Regions from separate parts of the Mus musculus genome. Here regions 1, 2 and 3 are each linked to region 4. The links are chromatin contacts, called in public Hi-C maps. All regions are on one chromosome and are shown on one strand. Each heading gives the region's core, a stretch centred on a gene start, on an enhancer-like site or on the middle of the called end of the contact. The rest is flanking DNA. Distances are from core to core; before and after follow the strand shown.

Evidence for each region. A called contact is a pair of places that touch in the nucleus more often than the background predicts.
Region 1: a Hi-C map of uterus shows a contact between it and region 4, with 8 times the contacts expected there. The contact joins two enhancer-like sites. A contact is called at or near these places in 4 of 484 Hi-C or Micro-C datasets (nephron progenitors and uterus).
Region 2: a Hi-C map of uterus shows a contact between it and region 4, with 5 times the contacts expected there. The contact joins two enhancer-like sites. A contact is called at or near these places in 1 of 15 datasets of contacts at CTCF or cohesin (the NIH/3T3 cell line), 15 of 484 Hi-C or Micro-C datasets (the N1E-115 cell line, embryonic fibroblasts, embryonic stem cells and 5 more), 3 of 115 datasets of contacts at active chromatin or transcription factors (embryonic fibroblasts, embryonic limb bud and fibro-adipogenic progenitors) and 1 of 9 other capture datasets (embryonic trunk).
Region 3: a Hi-C map of uterus shows a contact between it and region 4, with 1.8 times the contacts expected there. The contact joins two enhancer-like sites. A contact is called at or near these places in 1 of 15 datasets of contacts at CTCF or cohesin (the NIH/3T3 cell line), 3 of 484 Hi-C or Micro-C datasets (muscle stem cells, nephron progenitors and uterus) and 1 of 9 other capture datasets (embryonic tail).

The regions. Positions count from the first base shown.
Region 1 is chr13:60,098,284-60,101,809 of GRCm38.p6, forward strand. The region is part of intron 1 of A530065N20Rik (RIKEN cDNA A530046M15 gene); the gene reads left to right. Among named protein-coding and RNA genes, the nearest start is that of Gm46420, 26 kb to the right of the region's middle. Within about 2 kb of position 1,753, at least 17 of the 459 cell types and tissues checked have an H3K27ac peak or open chromatin away from gene starts, as enhancers often do. A contact at or near this core is called in uterus, where this site is marked.
Region 2 is chr13:60,466,050-60,469,695 of GRCm38.p6, forward strand. No RefSeq gene overlaps it. Among named protein-coding and RNA genes, the nearest start is that of Gm35333, 33 kb to the left of the region's middle. Within about 2 kb of position 2,257, at least 41 of the 459 cell types and tissues checked have an H3K27ac peak or open chromatin away from gene starts, as enhancers often do. A contact at or near this core is called in muscle stem cells and uterus, where this site is marked.
Region 3 is chr13:60,408,396-60,411,771 of GRCm38.p6, forward strand. No RefSeq gene overlaps it. Among named protein-coding and RNA genes, the nearest start is that of Gm35333, 25 kb to the right of the region's middle. Within about 2 kb of position 1,871, at least 98 of the 459 cell types and tissues checked have an H3K27ac peak or open chromatin away from gene starts, as enhancers often do. A contact at or near this core is called in muscle stem cells and uterus, where this site is marked.
Region 4 is chr13:60,265,992-60,269,326 of GRCm38.p6, forward strand. No RefSeq gene overlaps it. Among named protein-coding and RNA genes, the nearest start is that of Gm5084, 62 kb to the left of the region's middle. Within about 2 kb of position 1,675, at least 38 of the 459 cell types and tissues checked have an H3K27ac peak or open chromatin away from gene starts, as enhancers often do. A contact at or near this core is called in muscle stem cells and uterus, where this site is marked.

The sequences.
Region 1 (3,526 bases), core at 503-3,002, 170 kb before region 4:
TCAAATCTGGATCCTTTGGCTCTTTAAGTTTAGAAGAATGGGGGCTCTTAACCTCTGAGTCATCTCTTCAGCCATTTTAAAAAAGGTTTTTGTTCTTTCATTTTTCAAAGCGCTCAACATCTTTCTGAGCCAGCATTATAAAGACTGAGTTTGTGGAACACTTTGGAGTTTAATGTCCTTTATGGCTGGAATGTAAAATGTCCCTTGCAGGCTCATGTGTTGAACACATGTTCCCCAATTAGTGGTGCTGTTTAGGGCAGGTGTGGGCCTTTGGGGTAGGCGTGGCTGGTCAGAGTGAGTCACTGGGGACAGCCTTTGAGAGTCATAGCACAGCCCACTCCTGCTCTAAACTCTGTTCCCTGTCTGCTGCCTCAGTGTGACCCAGAGTGTCACACAGTCTCAGGCAGGCATAGCGGTACACACCTATAATCCTGTCACTCCAGAGGCTGAATGAAGTAGGAGGATCTCAAAATTCAGACCTGTCACTGCCAGACTGCATGCTGAGATCCTATTTTAATAATAATAACAACAACAACAACAACAACAACAACAACAACAACAGAAAGAGCCAAACACCCTGTAGCATTTGAGAATAGCTGCCTGGATGTAAGTCATCTGTCTTATACTTGGCTTGTCTACGTTAATCAAAACATCTACACTTCTAGTTTCTCAGCTGTAGCATGGGAATGTCTACGTCACAACCATGAATTTAATGATTTTTGCTGGATGTGCTCAGGACAGTTCTGAGGGGCATTGCTGCCTGCACTATACTCTAGTGTCAGTTTCATGCCGTGGTATCTCAGAGCTTACCAAATCATCTCCATTCAACGGAACTAAGGTCACGACAAAATGCCTTTCTTTTCCGCATTGACCAGATAATGGCATATGACTCTCTAAAGTGATGGTACTGACAGCTCGGTTCATTTTGGTGACCATGAAATAGAATGTTGAGAATTTAGTTGGCATTCCTCTTACTGAATATCTTTTTATTATTATTATTGGTTATTTTATTTATTTTCATTTCAAATGCTGTCTCCCTTCCTGGTTTCCACTCTGCAAACCACCTATCCCATCTCCCTCTCCTTTGCCTCTATGAGGGTGCTCCTCCACTCACCTACCCACTCCGACCTCACTGCCCTAACATGCTCCTATGCTGGGACATCAAGCCTCCACAGGACCAAGGGCCTCCTTTTCTACTGATGCCAGATAAGACCATCCTCTGCTACATATGCAGCTGAAGCCATGGGTCCCTCCATGTGTACTCTTTGACCCTGAATATCTATTTTAAAAAGACTTGTTTATTTACCGGATGTGTTTTGCCAGTCTTGTGTATGTACATACCACATGCATGCAGTACCCATATACACCAGAAGGGGGTGTGAGATCTCCCGGAACTGGAGTCACAGATGGGTGTGAGCCGCCTTGTGGGTGCTGGGAATTGATCTGGATCTGCTAGAGGAGCATCCTTGATCTCAGCTATCTCTTGTAGCCCCCTCTTGTAGCCAGTTAAACTTGGGTTGTCTCTGGAAGCATCCCATCTCCTCCCCACGCTGGCTAGAGACCTACTGGAGCTAGTAAATTAAGACTTCTACTTTTGACGTTTGGGCCGGGAGAGAGCGAAAACCGATCTAATAATAATTAGTTATGGTTTAACATGCGAGATCGGAATGTTCTCGTTTTTCACTCTGGGGCCTGGTGAGAAGGAGTTGAGGGAGAGAGGCAAGATTGATGGCAAACAGAGACTTTCACTGTTCCCATGCCAAGAGAAGCAAATGATCCTCAGGCGCCTCCTTATATCATGTTAAGAGCCCGTGACAGCCCTAAAAGAAATGGAGAAAACCGGCAAAGGTGGGGGATAAAAGAGATTCCCTTTATTGTTCTCTGAGGCCAGGCACCTTGGCACACGCATCACTGCTTGCTCACTTTGTAAAGACCGCAGTTTCCACCCCCCTCAACCCTGACAGCCTACCCTACCCCTCCAGGCCCCCGCTCCCGCCCCCCACCCCTGACAGCCTACCTCTCCAGGCTCCAAGAAGGAGGGTCTGGGCTCAGATAACCGGCTCTGTTAAAGAACAGCTTGTTTTTGTAACTCTGGCAATACAGTTCCTTTCCACTTAATGAAGTGGGGTGATGTTGTGGATAAGACATGACCCGACACAAACTCTAAATACCGAGTCCAAATGTTATGGGATCAACCCTTCCCAGAAATGTCCAATGTTCAATGTAAAAATCTGTGTCCCTGGGGCTAGCCGCTATGGGAGAATTTCATCAACATTTCCAAGGGAAAATACTGGGGAAGGGGAGCCTGTGTGTGTGGATGTGTGTACCTGCCACATAGCTGTTACAGGACACAATGTAGGGAGATCTGCTCATTTCCTTCTGGTGAGAAATTTGGAGGGAGAAATCTGAGCTGGTCAAGAAGAGAAGTATAAAACAACTCACGAGTGTCACTCTGTTCAAGAAGGTACTGGAGTAGAGCAACAGATGGTGTCTTTCAAAGAGTGGCCCCGCGGTTTTAATTTACCTTATAATATTGGCTGCAGAGATGAGTCTGAGCACTGATCCAAGAACACACGGAGGGCAGGCCACTGAGGGCCAGATGATCTGGGCCTCCTCAAATCCAAGTCTGATGCCCAGTGGTGCCCTGGGGAAGACTCAACAGTTATGGCCCAGATGGGGACATGTGACAGGTGCCAGCAGGCACAAGGAGCCAACTGTCTGGCTCTACTCATCATGGAGGAGATTATGTGAATCCATGGATGAGAATTTGGGCAGAGTGCTATCTGTAAAGAACAGGGATGTGGTAGCCCAGGGTAAATGGGGCTTCACAGGGTGTGAAGGAACAGTACAGATGAAAGATCTTACAAGACCTTCAGCTTCTCCTCCCTTAGCAGTCAGATCCCTATTTAATTTACCATTGTGCCCCCTCAAAATTTCTGCCTGCTCTTCCCAGTCCCTCATCAGCCCACACAGATGATTGAAACTGGGGACCAGACCAAGGACGGAAAGCTTCATCAGGCCCTTTAGCGCACCCTGCCTTCTTCAAGGAGTTGATGTAGATTTGAGGGTCGTTTTGCATGAAATCCAAGTTTTCTGATGATAGCATTGAAAACAGAGGGAGAAGAGATTAGATCATGACATCCAAAAGGAGTAATATTTCCCTACTGGCCGATGTTGGCAGGTAACCGCCAAGGGCAGGTGAAGGGCTGCTGCTGAGGGAGGACTCCGAAATTGCAGAGTGGGTGTCCCTTGAGAGGGTCTTGGATTGGGGGAGTGTATGTTCATAGGAATTGGCAGAAGCGTATACTTTGAAACTGAGTCAGGCATGAGCATCATTTAGGAGCCTAGCTCCACCCCTAGAATGTCTGACTTAGAAGAGCTAATTGCCTTCTAGCAAACTCCTAGGTGCTAGGGCTGGTCTAGGCTGCACTTTTGATAAAGAAATTTGCATGGAACCTACTGATTTATAGCCACATCTGCACCTGTGCTCTGGAAGGAACTGTAACAGGCTGCAGTAAAGCCAGTG
Region 2 (3,646 bases), core at 1,007-3,506, 200 kb after region 4:
CAACTATGGGCAGAATTTTTTTGTCCTCGGCATAGAACAGGGTTGGGGTCAGTTCCCTCTCCTTTCCTAAGTCACAGTGCACTTCTAAGACGTGTGCTTTCAGGAACACGCCCTTTACCAAGCACCAGGTTCATGTGCTTGATTTGTTTCTTGGTGTTTGGGTTTGGGTTTTTTGTTGGTGGTTTGTTTTTGTTTTTTCCAGTTGTGTGTGTGGCTACCTGTTTATGTGGGCCCACGTGTGTTCAGATACACATGCTAGGGTGTGTGCACGTGGAATCCAACCTCTAGTACCATTTTTCGGGATTCAACCACTTTGCTGTTTGTGTGTATTTTGAATCAGTTCTCTCACTGGCCTGAAGCTTACAATATATGCTAGTCTTTCTGGCCAGTGAGCCCCAGGGATCTACCTGCCTCACCTCCTAAGTCCACACAAACTCATACCTTTTGTGTGTGTGTGTGTGTGTGTGTGTGTAGGTTCTAGGATTCAAACTCAGGTCCTTGCAAGGAAAACACTTCACAAGCTGGGCTGTCTCCCTAGCACAGATACATATAGACTTAAGGATAGAAAAGTTCTCTTTATTTGTTGTCCTTGAAGTCAGGCATATACTTTCACCCTGACCTAGTGAGGGTCATGACCTGCACAGCCCCACCCACAGTGGCCCGGTTTGTCTGGTGTATAGAGATCCTGCTCAGGGTGGTTTTATCTCCCCTCCTAGGCCTCAGGCCTCTGGGACTTGCTGGCAAATGTGGTTCTTCATTGATTCTTAGGGCTGTGTACTAAGCCTTTGCCTTCTGGGGACCCTGTCATCTATGTGTGGCCTGCAGACTACCAGGGTTCTCTGTGCCCAGCCTGCACCTTCATCTGGCTGCTCAGTCCCCTCTTGAGCTAAGCTGAACTTGGAGAAAGGCAGGCTGCTTTCTTCATGTCATTCAGCACTGACTCTAGTCCCAGACAGTCTGTTTTCCTGAACTTTCCTTCCAAGGAAGTGTGGGAGAAGGTTCTGGAAGGTGGCTACGTAAATACCACTTCAGCCAGTGAAGCCAGGACCCGTCCGGAAGTGTCTTGATTAATTTGTTTTCTGAACAGATCACAAACACTGGCTCTCCTCTGAAGTAATATTTGATGAGTTTCATAACAATCTTTTTACAGTAACAGACAAAACTGACTCATGGGGCAATAAAATTGGGCTCTCTCGCTTCCCTTGGCATAGGAAACCATTGCCAGAAGTCAATTTTTTTTAATTACCTCTCTTTTGGTGCTGTTTTTTAGCCAAGAAAATAATCAGAAAGAGAGCACTGTGGCAGTTGATGAGCAGAGGTAGTGGGTTTCTGTCCGTGGGCCGGGTGGGCCTCTGTCTGTGGGCTGTGTGGGCCTCTGGAGCAGGCTGTACAGCAGCCTGAGCTGACCTCAGCTGCCCTTTCTCAGAGCCAAAAAGAATGCCTTCTAAGCAAAGGGAACCCCTCTCTTGGGATTATAAATGACACCTTTCATTTGGTCATCTTTGATAGTTTCTGTGTTAAATGATTTTAATGTGGAAAACTCTGGGGTAAGCCAGCCAACTCCATGATGTCTCTGTGAAAACTTTTCAATCAGGAGACAAATTTGACTTGTCAAATTTGATATGTCAAAAAAAAAAAAAAAAAAAAAAAACCTACGAGAGGTACCTGGAGGGTAAGAGGACTGGCTGCTCCTCCAGAGGACCGGAGTTCGACTCCCAGCACTGTTAAGGTGGCTCCGAAGTGTCTATAACTCCAGTTCTAGGAAATTCAACATCTTCTGCAAGCTTCCACGGGCACTGCACATGCTGCACAGACATGTGTCAGACCAAACACCCACGCACCTAAAATGCAAGGCTTGAAAACAGCTGCAAAAGGAAGAACAAAAGAGAAGCAGCTCCATTAGGCAGCCCAAGACATGCTCTGAGATGTAAGTGTAAGACCTTTTCCTGCTGAGGAGTAGCTTGGCTCCCTCATCACATCAGCTGGCCCAGAGGGCTGCGTCCCTCCATGCAGCCAGCCCACTAGACTGCTGTTACAGCCCCTGTGTAAAAAACAAAACAAAACAAAACCAAAAAACAAAACAAAAAACAGCCAAAGCCACAGACAGGATCCACTGGCTAAACTTTTGGCTACATTGTATTGCTTCCTCTTTCAGCCACTCACTCACTCATTGATTCATTCATTCATTGATTCATTCATTCATTGATTCATTCATTCATTGCCGGCTTGGAGACTTGTGGGCCAGATGACCGGAAGCATAGAGAATTTATTAGTAAGCTACTTTTGTGCCTTGAACACGATTTTCCATTTTATCTTTGTTGTATCTTTGCTGTGGAAATGGCTCCACCCAGTGGTGTCCCCAAGGAATTACATGTCACATTCGTCATAATTTAACTGTCCCCGCTTTAGGCAGACAGACGTGAGTTACTAAATATTTCATAGCATTAAAGTAATTGATTTGTATGAAAATTTATTATCACCGAGATTCTCTCCCCCAACCCAAACTCCATTAGAGTCTTCGATAAACATCATGATGTCTCTCTTAACAGGGAAGAGTCAATATTGAGTTAAAGCAGCGGTTCTCAACCACTTTGGCAAACCTCTTATCTCCAAAAATACTTGCATCACAATTAATAACAGTAGAAAAATTACAGTTATGAAATAGCAACTAAAATAATTGTATGGTTGTGGGTCACCACAACATGAGGGGCTCCGTTAAAGTCATTAAAGTGTCGCAGCATCAAGAAGGTTGGGAGCCAAAGTTATAGGAAGAAAAGTCAAAGCCAGGTTTCTATCATTTAAACTGAAGTGTATTCACCTCCTAGAAGTGTGTGTGTGTGTGTGAGAGAGAGAGAGAGAGAGGGAGAGAGAGAGAGAGACTCTGAGATCTAATTTATTTTTACTAATCTATTCTTTGACAATTTGATACGTGTGTATAATGCATTCTGTTCACACTCATTCCTTCACTCTTTCTTACCCTCCTCCTATTCCACCAAGCCCCATCCCTCTTGTTTCTGTTTTGTGATCCACCAGCTCTAGTGACCGCCATTAGCTTGGGCTAGAGTGTGGAGAGTCCATTGAATTGTGGATAACGCAGAAGTGGCTACATCACTGAAGAAAATTATTTCCCCCCCCCCGCCCCCCACCGCAGTCATCCACCACCATTCACCCCCTGGGCGGAGGGGATCCTATGAAACTCTTTCCCATCTATGGCTGAATGTTTTGGGGGCTCAGACTTGTGCAGACAGCTCTAGCCATTGTGAGTTCATGAGCGTGGCAGCCATGTCATGCCCTCATGACAGCACCTTATGTCCCTCAGATCTTAAGTTCTTTCTCCTGCTTCCTCCACAATGTTCTCCAAGCTGTGGAGGAGACAATAAGGGGGGTTTGTGTAATGCTGAGCATGTATAGTGATTGGTTCTCAACCTTGTCACCAACCGCGAGTTTGTATTAGCAAATGCTCCCTGCAAAGATAAACTTCTTTGAACAAACTTGAGGATATTGCTAGACTACAGAGCAAGCATAACTATTAAGATGCAGCTTAACAAATAAGCTTAGCAAAATAAACCTAGAAGGCTCATCCCTAGAGCCAATGGCTCCCCTAGCCATGGGTCTTTGACCAGGCCCACACTGTTGGACACGAGCT
Region 3 (3,376 bases), core at 621-3,120, 140 kb after region 4:
GGGCATCAAGGCACATAATCCACAGAGCCACAGAATGGGTGGAAGAAGGTGCCCGACTCACTTTTGCCAGCCAGAGACATCCCAGGAGTGAGTGAGTCCAGAAGGAAGTATCTTGCTCTTTGTCATTCTGGATGAGCTAGAGATAATGACCCTGGATTGATTATCCCTTGTTGGGGTGGGTATGAGACGCTACCTAAAAGAATAAGCAAACACTAGAGCATAGACATCTGAGCCATAGGAAAAGCGAACCTTAATGATTACACTGGAGTTCCTGAACACAGCTGGGGTTTCAGAGACAATGGATATATTCCCTTCATCCAAGGAGTTTAGGGCCTGTGGGTACCAGAGATGCTTCCTTCCATACTACAGTGGGGCAGAATTGGTCCTTCACACAGGGAAGCAGCACCTGGCAGAGGCAGAAACCCACTTAGGGAAAAAGAAGAAGGAGACCTGGGATGGTGAGGTTGTACAGGCAGGATGGCTGAGATGGCACAATTCAGGAAATGCCAGCTTCCTGGTGGTTTGAGTAGGAATGGCCCCCACAGACTTGTGTGTTTGCATGTTTGACCCATAGGGAGGGGCACTATTCAGAGGTGTGGCCTTGGAGGAAGTGTGTCACGGCAGGGGCTGGCTTTGAAGTCTCAGATGTTCAAGCTAGGTCGGGCGTGGGTCATTTGCTTTTCCTGCTGTCTGTGGATCCAGATAGAGAACTCTCGGCTCCTTCTCCAGCACCATTTCTGTCTGTCTGCCTTCCACCATGTTTCTTACACCATGACAAGGATGGACTGAACCTCTGAACTGTAAGCCAGCCCCAATTGAATGTTCTCTATAACAGTTGCTGTGGTCATGGTGTCTCTTCACAGCAATAAAGCCCTAAGGATAACACCAGGGAACAAGGGTATACAGGAAGCCAGTGGTATACTTACCAGAGGGCTGTTACTGAACACAATTCAAGAAATAGGGGGGACCCAAGGCAGGAGGCAGAGTGGGACAGACCAATAGCCGTCTTAATGGGCACCTTCAGCCAAACCAGCAGCAGGCAGTGTTCACCCTGCAAGCCCTCTGTCCCCACCCCTCTGCTTTGAACGATACCCAGAACTTTGGGATCCTGGAGTCCAGAGCAGCAGGAGATCGCTTATTCGCGTGTTCATAGCAAAATGAGCGAAAACATGGTTCATGCAGAGTCAGTATATGGGTTTTTTTGTTATTGATGTTGCTTTTTGTTTGGTTGGTTTTGTTTGTCTGTTTGTTGTTGATGGAATTAGTTACAGCCAGTCTCTCTTATCCCCATATTCCTAGTAATTCCAGGACTTGGATGGCGGGGTAGGGAGCCACAAAATTCCTCGTCATAAATCCTAGGGCCCATCCCCAACAGCCGAGGCTCAGATGCGAATCGTTTTTCATTTGGTCTCAAGTCATTTTTTGAAAGGCCTGTTTTTCATTAGGAAGGTAACTTGAGAGTCCCTGGGGGAAGGAAGGGGGTGTGCGCCAGGCAGAAGAGAGCTGATTTTCCCTTCTGACTCAGGCTTGCTCTTTCCCTGGCTCTCCTTGGTCTAAGTGCGGCCAAGCCTTTTGCAATTTATGGAGACAAAAGAAAGAGAGGGAGGGGGAGAAAGGGAGGGAAGGGAGAAATCACACATAAATCTTAGATTCCACAGCAATTTTATCGGTGTGTGTGTGTGTGTGTGTGTGTGTGTGTGTGTGTGTGTGTGTGTGTGTTTGCTTGCATATTTTCATAAAACAGGCACAGTCAAAAGGCACTGGCTTTTTTTTTTTTTTTTTTTTTGGCCACACGGGTGTCTGTCATGGGTTGAATACGTCCCAGGTGTGGCTCCTTCAGCATTCCGTGTACACATGGTTCTCATTACTGCATCCCCAAGGGCTTGGAAGCACGCGCTTCTACCTCCCCCACACAGCCACAACTGAGAACAGGCAGATGCCAACTGGAAGGGCAGTGTTAGAAAACCAGTACTGGAGATGAAGCCTGCACAGGCCTGTAAACTGCAAGCCATCTCCTACCCCACCGGGTCTCACAGGCCTTCTCTAAATGCCCATCCCTGAATCTACTGGTGACTGGACACAGAGATCCTAGGGCACAAGAGAACCAAGGCCTAAGGAGGCCACATCATATCTTCTGGTGACCACTTCATTGTCTGTCTGTGGGTCTGTGAATAAACTCATACTACTGTGATGAGAATATTTGGATTTTTAAAATGCTTTCATTTGACAATCTCTTCTCTAAAGGGCTATTTATAGTAAGCAGAGAGTTGAGGTTAGATCAAGAGCTCGGTGCTTACGAATGCTTTCTGCTCTTCCAGGGGACTTGGGTTTGGTTGCCAGCACCCAAGTCTCACAACTTCTGCTCCAGGGGACCCAGCACCATCTTCTAACATCCAGGTACTTGTGTACCTGCACAAACCCACGCACAAATGCACATGTGCACACATAACTAGGAGTAAAATTACATCTTAGTGATTCTCTTTCCTACTGTGATAATAAGGGGAAGAGAAGCAGCTCGGAGATTGTGCAAGCAGGCGGCCACGAGCCTTAATAAAGGATGCTTTGAGACTTGGGAAAGGTTCTTCTCCTCCTGCTACTTTGGCTTCCTCCTCTGGAAAACTGAGGGTTAAACCACATGATCCCTTGGCAGCCTCCACCATTGGAATACTGAGCTTCTCCTTATTGAATATAGGTCCTTAAAAAAAGAAAAGTAAAACTATAAAGATAAATGCAGGATTGACTATATAACCCTTATCCAAAAAGGTACAGGAACAGAAAGTGGGCATTGCAGTTGAACACACCTAACCCAAAGTATCAAAAGTGCAAAATGTCCCAACCTATACCGATCTTGGAAGGCTGTGTGGGTCCTCAGGACGTTTTAGGGGACTGGAGTATATTGATTTCAGATCTTCATATCAGGGCTGTTCAGCTTTAGCATTCCAGTTACAACAAAGAGAAACTACAATCTTCCATGGTCATTAAGAAAGGTAAGTCGCCATTAGAGTGGGAGTGTGGAAATGCTTTAGGCAGGTGCAGCTCACCGAAGACAGACTGGAGTTCGTTACCTTTTTGGCCCTTCCTTCTCAAAGACTCAGTCATGAAAAAGCAATCTTACAAAACACAAGCTTGTTGGACTTTGAGACCAGGCCTAGAAACAGCAGCAGACGCAAGACTGAGGAGGAATGATCTTTGCATTTGTGATCAAAGGTCTGACCCAGATGTCCCCTGCCCCTGTCAATCATATAACGAATCCTATGTGGTCCAGGCAGGGTGGCATCACATCTCTTAAGAATTTCACAAGAGGCTTCAGGTAGAGTTACCAGTTCCAGGGCAGCCCTTGGTAACCCCCACCACCTCCAGCCTCATCTCTAGTGGA
Region 4 (3,335 bases), core at 425-2,924:
AATGGAGAGTCAGAAGAAAACTAAGTGCCTGGTGGGGGTGCTAAGGCCAGGTGTGGCCTGATTTTCTGTTTGTTTGGAGTGAGTTTCTGTCTGAAGGTCCACAGAGGCCCTTCACAGGAGAGGAACCCTCATTTGATGCTGCCTGAGCTTGGGTACTGTTGTGTCTTATAAGAAAGGAAACCAGGGATGTGTTTGGTAGAGTGAGGGATGGTGAGGTGGAAGGGGGTGCCTCTGTGGGCCCATGCTGAGGCATCCCTTCCCCCTGAGGTAACAGCCACAAGGCGATGGGTATAGCATAGAATAGAGCTTATTTAGGACATGGAGAGGGGAGTTAAGGGGGTAGCAGAGGCAGAGAGAGAGAGAGAGAGAGAGAGAGAGAGAGAGAGAGAGAGAACTAACCACACAATGATGGGTATAGGGTAGAATAGAATTTATTTAGGGCACGGGGAGTAGAGGCTAACCTTGAACACATGGAGAGAGGGGGGAGGGGAATGAGGAGAGAAGGGGCAGAGAGGAAAGAGAGGAAGGGAGTAAGAGAGTAAGGAAGAGGCAAGCAGCCCCTGTTATAGTGAGTCAGGCATATGAGTGTTGGCAGGTAACTGTAGGGTAGAGCCTAGAAGAAATGCTGATAGTTACCATACCAAAGAACAAAAAACAAAAAACGGGGAACATAGCCCCCTTCCTGCCATCTGGGGGGAGATGCAAGGCTCCGAGTTCTGCTGGTCTTCTGAGCAAGGGCATCTTAGCCTCTGCTGGTGAAAAATGGGGCAAAACAATCCTGAAGTCGAGAAGTCAGAAGTAGCTCAGAATCACACACTGATTCCCAAAGTCCCTTCCTTGGCCATGCCAGTGTGAAGGATGAAAGAAGCTGTGTGGTAGGACCCGGAGCTCTCCCTGGGGAGAGCTGACAGGAACTCCTAGGAAAGACTCAGTCATATAATTATAACAAAGCCAAACCTTGGACAAAATCGAAACAGGCAACAAATTCTTGTCTGCTGCCCTAACCTTCTGGATTCCTTGTAAACCCTGGCCCTACCTACTCTCATGGATGTTCTCTGTAAACCATAGAGCCTAGGGTTGGGGGAGGGGGATGGAGAAATAGCCTGTTAAACTCGGCCTTGAATTCCTTCTCTGCATCACCAGGTATGTATGGGGCAGCCCATCCTCAACAAACCCTTAGATGGCCCCAGGAAAAGCAAATTCTAGAAGATAAAAAAGCCGGCCGGCTAGGAGGCAGCGTTACTAAGCCCGTGGTAGACTCGTGGCAAGGTGGCAGTGCAGAGAAAAACTTTCAAAATGCTTCTTTCTTGTGCCAGAACTTGAATGGCTTAGGTAAGATCGAGGAGGAGGAGGAGGAGGAGGAGGAAGAACAAGAGGAGGAAGAGAGAGAGAGAGAGAGAGAGAGAGAGAGAGAGAGAGAGAGAGAGAGAGAGAGAATCAGTTAAGTAAACAACTAAACATTCCAGCAGGCAAACAAACAAATCTCTGGGATAAAGACCAAGGCTGGGATGCATTCAATAAAGCCTCTTTCCATCAATCAATTAATGTCATTGTTTATTTAATCAGCCCAGCCCGTGTGGCTGGCGGGAGAAATGCTCTCCTTTTCGGCTATAGCAATGCAAAAACACAGTCTAGATCCAAGGGAACCTTGCCAGAATCTAGCCCTGGATGGCTCTTTAAAGCCATGTTTTGCTTGTGTGCGCATGGTAACGTTTGCAGCTGTCGAACGTGGCTTCGGGCTGTCTGACTCCCTTGAGAGAATTTATGTGTTCCCACTTCCTTTCCTTATTAGGAGGCAGGAATCTGCAACACCTATTAGAAGAAGTATGCATAAAGGGTAATGACTGTGCGATTTATTAGTGGTCTGTTCTTCCTCACTGGAACCTTCGCCTCCTGCCGCCCTCCCCCAGGGCGCAGCCTCAGCTGAGCTGGCCTCTGCCTTCTTGGCAGCAGGTGGGCAAGAACAGCTTTCATCAAGGGGGAGACAAGACCGGTTCTCACACCAAGGCTCGGGAAAGAGACCGAAGTACCTGGGATTGGGTTTGATGGCAGAAGTATTAGGGGAGAAGCTGGGGAAAGAGCGAGAGGACAGAGGGAGAGCAAGGGAGAAAGAGAGAGAGGAGGGGGCAAGCAGCCCCTTTTATAGTGAGCGAGGCACACCTGGCTGTTCCCAGGTAACCGTGGGGCGGAGCCTAGACTAAATGCTAACGGTATTTGCGGACCAAGTGAATAAAATCAGAGTAAAGAGAGAACACAGCCATAGAAGCACCAAAGGGCTCTGGTGCTGTTGTTAATAAAATGAAAATGACAGACAAATGGGTTTGTTAAAAGCAACCGAGTGTTCCCTAGAAGCGATTTTGGCTTTCCCTTTCTGAGTTCTGAACCTAGGAGCATTTTCCCACCAGGGACTGGAAGTTATGAGTAGACATCTCTCAAGCTGCCTTTCACAAAAGTCTTCAAACGAGGAGGCAGGCACGACTATGGAGGTTAATAAAATCCACGCCATCAGCCTGGAAACTGCAGGTGGTGTCCCGCCCCTTCCTGGCGTCCCGCTAAGACCCGGCGTCCAGACAGAAAGTTCAGGAGAACGAACTGTGAGGAGCCAAATGTATTTGCTGCTAAAATCCCAACTATATTCAGGAAAGTGTAATCCATGAGTTTTGAGGTCATTTGGGTTTAGTTGATCGAGTTTCAGGACCACTCTGCTGTTTGAGTTCTGGAAGAGAAGAAGATATGTAAGGCCATGGATGGTGGCTCTGACACCAGACAGTGCAGGGCTGGCTCTGGGACCCCAGGGACAAGCATGCTTCCCCTAGAAGCACCAAGACCCTGGGGTGAGCATTTCATTTGTGCAGTTTCAGGTGAGGGAGGCCATGGCTGAGGTGCTGTGGAACCTTGGAGTATGATCTGTGTTCCAAATGGGTCATTTCAGTGAGTCTCACCTATGCTAAGGAAACCAGTGTCTCTCTACTCTGTTCAGTGTATTTACTCCTGAAATCCCAGAGACGCCTCTCTAACATCATCTACGAAGCCCACTACAGAGGATCACTTTCATGGCCTCTATCCCATCATCCAATATGTGATGGTAAGCTCCCAATGATGGGTGACCAGCCCAGCACTGTGTGCATGTCAACACGCTGACCGCCTACCCAGGGCTATGCACTTAGCTCAGAGATACTCACTTCAAACAGAATGGACAGGAAACAAAATGGGATTGAGGGGAAAAGGCCCCCGGTAGTAGATCTTCAGGAGAAAGATGAAGCCAAGGATCAGATGTGCTGATGGCTGCTCATGTCCAGTGTTCCCCCAGCTCTTCTCATTTTAAATGCACCACC